Regions from separate parts of the Gossypium arboreum genome. Here region 2 is linked to region 1. A link is a contact called in public Hi-C data. All regions are on one chromosome and are shown on one strand. Each heading gives the region's core, a stretch centred on a gene start, on an enhancer-like site or on the middle of the called end of the contact. The rest is flanking DNA. Distances are from core to core; before and after follow the strand shown.

What was found. Hi-C and Micro-C count contacts between places; a contact is called where the count stands out from the background.
Region 2: a contact with region 1 is called in a Hi-C map of leaf, with 1.9 times the contacts expected there. The contact joins the promoter of LOC108461471 here to the enhancer-like site in region 1. A contact is called at or near these places in 2 of 5 Hi-C or Micro-C datasets (both in leaf).

The regions. Positions count from the first base shown.
Region 1 is chr13:121,701,748-121,704,745 of ASM2569848v2, reverse strand. No RefSeq gene overlaps it. Among protein-coding and RNA genes, the nearest start is that of LOC108461310, 4.0 kb to the left of the region's middle. Within about 2 kb of position 1,380, at least 2 of the 2 cell types and tissues checked have an H3K27ac peak or open chromatin away from gene starts, as enhancers often do. A contact at or near this core is called in leaf, where this site is marked.
Region 2 is chr13:121,745,800-121,748,797 of ASM2569848v2, reverse strand. LOC108461471 reads left to right here and starts at 1,410. Exons shown (of 3, transcript XM_017761327.2): 1 at 1,410-1,778; 2 at 2,313-2,381. The coding sequence starts at 1,476.

The sequences.
Region 1 (2,998 bases), core at 131-2,630:
AATGTTTAGGATAAATCTTTTAAGTATAGGCTTTTGAACAATCAACTAGATCTCCAACAATAAGAGATATTGTTCTCGTGTTTGAGTTTTTTTGTCCTTAATTTTTGTCGAGAGCCGTCTAAAGTTTATGAAGGAAGGCACCTCCTTTGGTGGTAATACAATGGTACAATTTGCAAAACTCAAGAAGTATTACTGTAAAACGTAATATATATTATGTAAGTAACATAAGTGCATAAAATCTCGAACCACCAACTTAAAAGACTTAGGACTTCTTTGGATAGGTGGTTTACATATGGTTAATGTAAAAATAATAATAACGATAAGATTAAATATTATAACAATACTATAGTGTGAGACAAAAAGAAAATTAAATGCATTATACTAGAGGAAAACGTGCATCTAAAGGGTCCTTACGCATGGCACATTTGTAATTACAATCTATATATTGATTGTCCAATGAAGGAAATAAAAAGCGAAAAAGATAAGTTAATGAAAGAGGTGCTGTAGTTAGGTAGGTGAGTTGTAGCATAACTGTTGCTTTCACGTGAAGGGAAAAAGAATTACATATTGAAAGTGAAAAGAAAAATAACAAAGGGGTGGAAAGCACCTAACTACATACCAATCCTGGGAAGGGTAAGATTCTAAGCAAAGTTGTCATATTAGAATTGGTTATCAAATCCATCATATTATTGGTTTATTTAAATAAATTATTAAAAATTATAAAAATAAAAGAAAATTTATTAAAAATTCAATTCAATTGGTTTAAATTACCTATAGTCCTTTCCCGACCTATAAATAGGAAGATAATGCATTTTAATGCACTCAAACCCACATTCTTTTACATTAGTAATAATGCTCATGTCAATCAAGCAAGACTCAATCAACAAAAATATAAAATTTTTAAATATGATTAACACGATATAATTAGATTTTGATATATTTATTATTTTTGTTATATTTATATTTACATATTTAAAATGAAATAAGAGATATATAGATTTATTTATGGAATGGAGTATCCCTACAACCTAAGTTTTTATTGATATTTAAGAAAATTTAAATAAATTACTAAAATTGAAAAATGAGATTAAGACTATTATTATTATAGGATCTTGAAACAAATATGCAATTGAAAGATGGTCAATAATTAAGTGATTTGTAAATAAAGAAAAGGACGCTTGCAATCAAAGCTGTGCCATCCCATCCCATTGATGCAATGAAGATGAGTTAGTTCACCACCAAAGAAAGTGCTTGAATTAAAACTCTTTGTTGGTAGTCCAACTATGCACATGGTCCATTTATTATACCTTCTGCTCACTGTCTCTTGAAAAAGGGCTTCCTCGAGGACGAGTAGTCATCAAGCTACTCCTATTTTCAAGGGTTCTTTTAAGAGAGTAGTCTTCAAGGCTCAAGCCAAATATGACCTTTTGGGTCTATTTGATTCAGTGAATTTTAAATTTTTAGGGTAATGTGAGATTATGGTGTAAGCTCTCATATTTAATTTTTTTAATAGTCTTATTATATGTTTTGGTCATATCTGTTCTTTATGATACAATGTCTATAACTATTTATAATCCCTCCTAACTCATAAATAAAAATAAAAGGATAATGCGCTTCAATATACTCGAACCTACGTCCTCTTGCATTGAAATTAGCAACAATGCTCATATCAATTAAGCTAATACTCAATTGACCTCACAATTGATTTTCAAATATTATTTTAAATTAATAATTTTATATTCTTAATCAAGATTTTGGAATACACAATTAATATCAATATCATATTTTTAAGTAAGCTTACAATTCATTGACAATATGATATATTTAACAATTTTATCTTATTTTTAATGACTATAGTTAATTTAGTTAAACTAAAACGAAATTATAATAAGTTATGAATCAAATTCTTCAGTTATTTTGATTTATTATAACATTTCAATTATATATATTTATTATTATAAGTTGAAGAAAATCAATATATGTTTATTATATTACATTTTCTTGGAATATTACTTTTATAATCTTATTTTGCTCTTAAACGATAATAAATAATATGTTTCAATAATAATAAAATATTTTTTTTCTTTCTCCTGTTACTTTGATTAAAAGAGAAGTTTTGGCTGCTTATTTTCCATGTTCACTTTCAGTTTATTTGAGAAAGAAAAAAAAAGGAGATATGATGTTATTTCACTAGAGAAATGCATAAAATAAAGCATGAGTTTCAAAATCTTTGTATTTTTATTATTATCATGTTTTAGACATCTTTGTGCTCTATACTAATGTTTTAGATATCTTTTTCTCAAGTTTATCTCAAGTATTTATGCATGTTTATTAATGCTTATTTGGTGAGTGGAGAGTAGTAGATAATTATAATTGATTGGAATTTAAGTTTTTAAGAGGGCTAGAGTTCAAGAGGAGAAGATAGATAGAGAGAGAGTGAGAGAGAGAGAAAGAGAGAGAGATCATGTTCTTTGATTTTAAGGGTATCTTCAATCCTCTTGAGACTTCATGTGTCATTTTTATATTAGTTTCGTGTTCTTTGGAGTTCGGTCGATCTACTAATGTCATTTTATGTAAATATAGATTGTCATATAAGTTAACATATATATGATGTACAAATAGACAGGTGTTTTGTCTACATCAGGGATGTAGTCCCTATTGTATGAGTCTTGCAAGGTCATAGGCTTGTAAAGTCATGGCCTTGAAGGTATTCTTAAGTCAAAAGATGATTTAGTGATTTAGTTCGTGCTTTTGATTGACGAGAGCAACAGGAGGCTAGCCGAACTCGATAGGTGTAAGTAAAGTTAAAGATCCCATGATGCAAAGATGCCTTTTAGGAGTTGATTGAAAGGGTGATGAGAAAGGGTTCTAGTGTTAATCTGCCCTCGATGTAAATTCAATCCATTGTCGTAAGAGAAGTTTGTTCTTTGGTTGTTTGGAGCTTCTGTCCTTGTAGCCTTTCTCATTTTTTGTGATTTTGTGCTATTGAAGACATCAT
Region 2 (2,998 bases), core at 161-2,660, 44 kb before region 1:
AGGGGTTAAGGCCCTGCCAGCCCCCCTGGTTTTACCCTTGTTTGTTAGAAAATATTTATTTTAATGTTTTTAGTGTATTTGATGTATTCTATTTTTTAAATTTATTTTTATATAAAAATAATATAAAAAATTAATACTAAAAGGTCAAACTCGGGTTTAACATTTTTTATCTGGGCTGGGCTTGGACAAACTTTTAGACCCATTTTTTGAGGTAGCCCGACCCTGGCCTAGAAAACGGTCCATGATCAGGTCTAGATCAAAGTATCTTCAATATAACAACATATAATTAGGTCCAAAAATTTTTATCATTAAATTGCTAACTCAAATATTGCAAGTATTAAACCACTTTAGTGATAATCTGCAGTTAGTACTGTCGAGTGCAATTGATAATCTGCAGTTAGTACTGCCGAGTGCAATTCAACAACTCTCAGCTCATTTTGTCTCAAAAAATTCAATTAAAAGTTTTTAGTACAATATAGATAAGTTTTATAGTATTAATAATTATAAATTTTAGTTATTGGATATTTTGAATTACATTTTCATTTGTCACACACATTTCCATTGTTTGTCTAATTGAAAATTTAATGATAGAATTATCATATTTTATATTTTATTAATGTTTAAATAAATTAAAATTATTTAATTATTTATTTACTTAAAAATTAAACCTTAAATATATATTTAAAAAGTAATATTCTAAATAAATATAATAGAAATGTTAAATCAATTAAAATTTTACTTGAAAAAAACTTGTTTATTTTAGTTTTAGTTAATAACACAAATAATATGAATAATCAAATTTTAATAATAATAAAATTTACTTATATCAGTGTAAAATTTAAGTAGTCTAATTATAATATTGATATATCTCACCTTCCAAAACAACAAAAATGATAAATAAAAATATTAAGATATTTAAAAAAATTAAATAATGTTGTTAACTCTTTAATAATTCATAATTCATAATTTTCATTTTTATTTCAGTTATAAAATTTGTGTTATTCATGTCTTCCATTAACTAAAATAAATTATAGTTTCAATATATTCTATTTTACTTTCTATTAATATTATTGAATATATATATATATATATAAAATTAAAATGTAATAGTATTTTAAAAATAAAATTTAATACACTTAAAACTCTATGTGATGATCGATGGTCAAAGTTGTTTATCGTCTCAAATATAATTTAAATTTGAGTCACATTAATTACGTTAATTGATCAGACTTTACCTTATTATTATAATTCACCAACAACAAAAAAAAATTATACAATACATTGGGCTAAGACCACAATTATCGGGTCAAAAAATCTCACTAAACGGTTGGCCCGAGACATTCACCATATCCTATGTCACCCGCAAGTCAAATTACCATTCCTCCTTTACTGAACTGCTCCTTCCTCCAGAACGCGAAAAAGAAAAAAGCCATTTAAAAGGGGCGTAGATTTCATTACCAAATCCATGAACCACAATGCAGTGGCACCTTTTGGTGGGACCCACTCCCATCCACGGCTTTCCCCCCTCCTCCTCCTTCTCCTTCATAGCTAACGGCGGCAACCCTTCCATTTCCGCTTCTCCGTTCAGCGGCAGCTGGCGCCACCCTTACAACCAACACCCGAGCGAACATCGTAACCGCTGGGTCCCACCGCCATCATCATCGTTCACACCAGCGACTGGAATCAACGGCAAGCAGAACCATTATACAGTACTCGGCGTCGCTAGGAATGCTTCCTCCGCTGATATCAAGCGAGCTTATCGACTTCTCGCTCGAAAGGTAATCGTTTTTTGTTCTTTTTCCATTCTTAATTACTTTAACTCAATTTATGCTTGACTATTTTTTTTTTCACCGCCAATTGTTTTTAAGGTCTAAAATTTTCTTTTGCAAAATCTTGTGAATTAACTATTAAGAACTTTGTGATCTAGAAATGATCATTTGTAATAGGAGGCTCGAAAAATATCCTTTTTTAGAGCTACTCTGAGGTTGAATTTGTTATATACCGATGATTTATTTATTTATGAAGCTATATGAATTACAGTGAACTTATTATGCTTCGTGAAGGAAATTTATAGAAATAGATTCTGAATTTAAAATTTTTTATTATACTATTAATTTTGTCCAGTTCTGCTTTCGCATGAATCTTATCTTAATATATATATATATATATTAAAAATGGTTTTTTCTTTGAATCTTTGGATAGAGTTCAAGAACATGAGGCTCCGGTCGAGATCAATATATATACATATTAGTTAAGAAGAGTCTATGAAATGAATTTGTTATGGTTTATGTACTTTCATGTTTTGATGGCAGTATCATCCCGATGTGAGCAAGCATTCACGAGCTAGTGAGCTATTCAAGAGCATCCGCCATGCTTATGAAGTGAGAATTCCTTTTTCCTTGTTTTCTCATGATTCATTGCTTGCTGATTTTTATTGTTACAATAAGTTTGAGAAAATGGTTGCTTTAGATCGAGAGGATCTAGTTATGAACTTTGAACCAGCATAACTCGTTGTGGCTTTGGGTAGATGTAGTCATGTAGAAAGAAAGACGTTGGTTCTTTGCAATTCTTGTTATATATCTTTGGACTCAGTAGAAATTTTAGGTTGAAAGCACAAAAGTGTGTGTGTTTCAAGCTTGAATGTGGCCATTCTATGCAAAATTGAAGTGTAGGATTGTGTATGGTCTGGAGCTTCATTCCTGGGATCTAGCTTAAGCCAACACTGAATAATGAGCTTCTTAGGAAGTAAGGAATAGGGAGCGAGTGCAAACGAGTGAAAGAGCGCTTTGGATTACTAAAGCCAACACTGAATAATGAGCTTCTTAGGAAGTAAAGAATGGGGAGAGAATGCAAACGAGTGAAAGAGCGCTTTAGATTACTAATACTAAGACTTTCCTTTCAGTTCCTTAAGTATGACCCTGAGTTACTTCTTGTCATGAAAATTTGCTTCTGCTTGGGCTGTAGGCCATTGCAATGCTTCCACTAAGATGAGAAATTC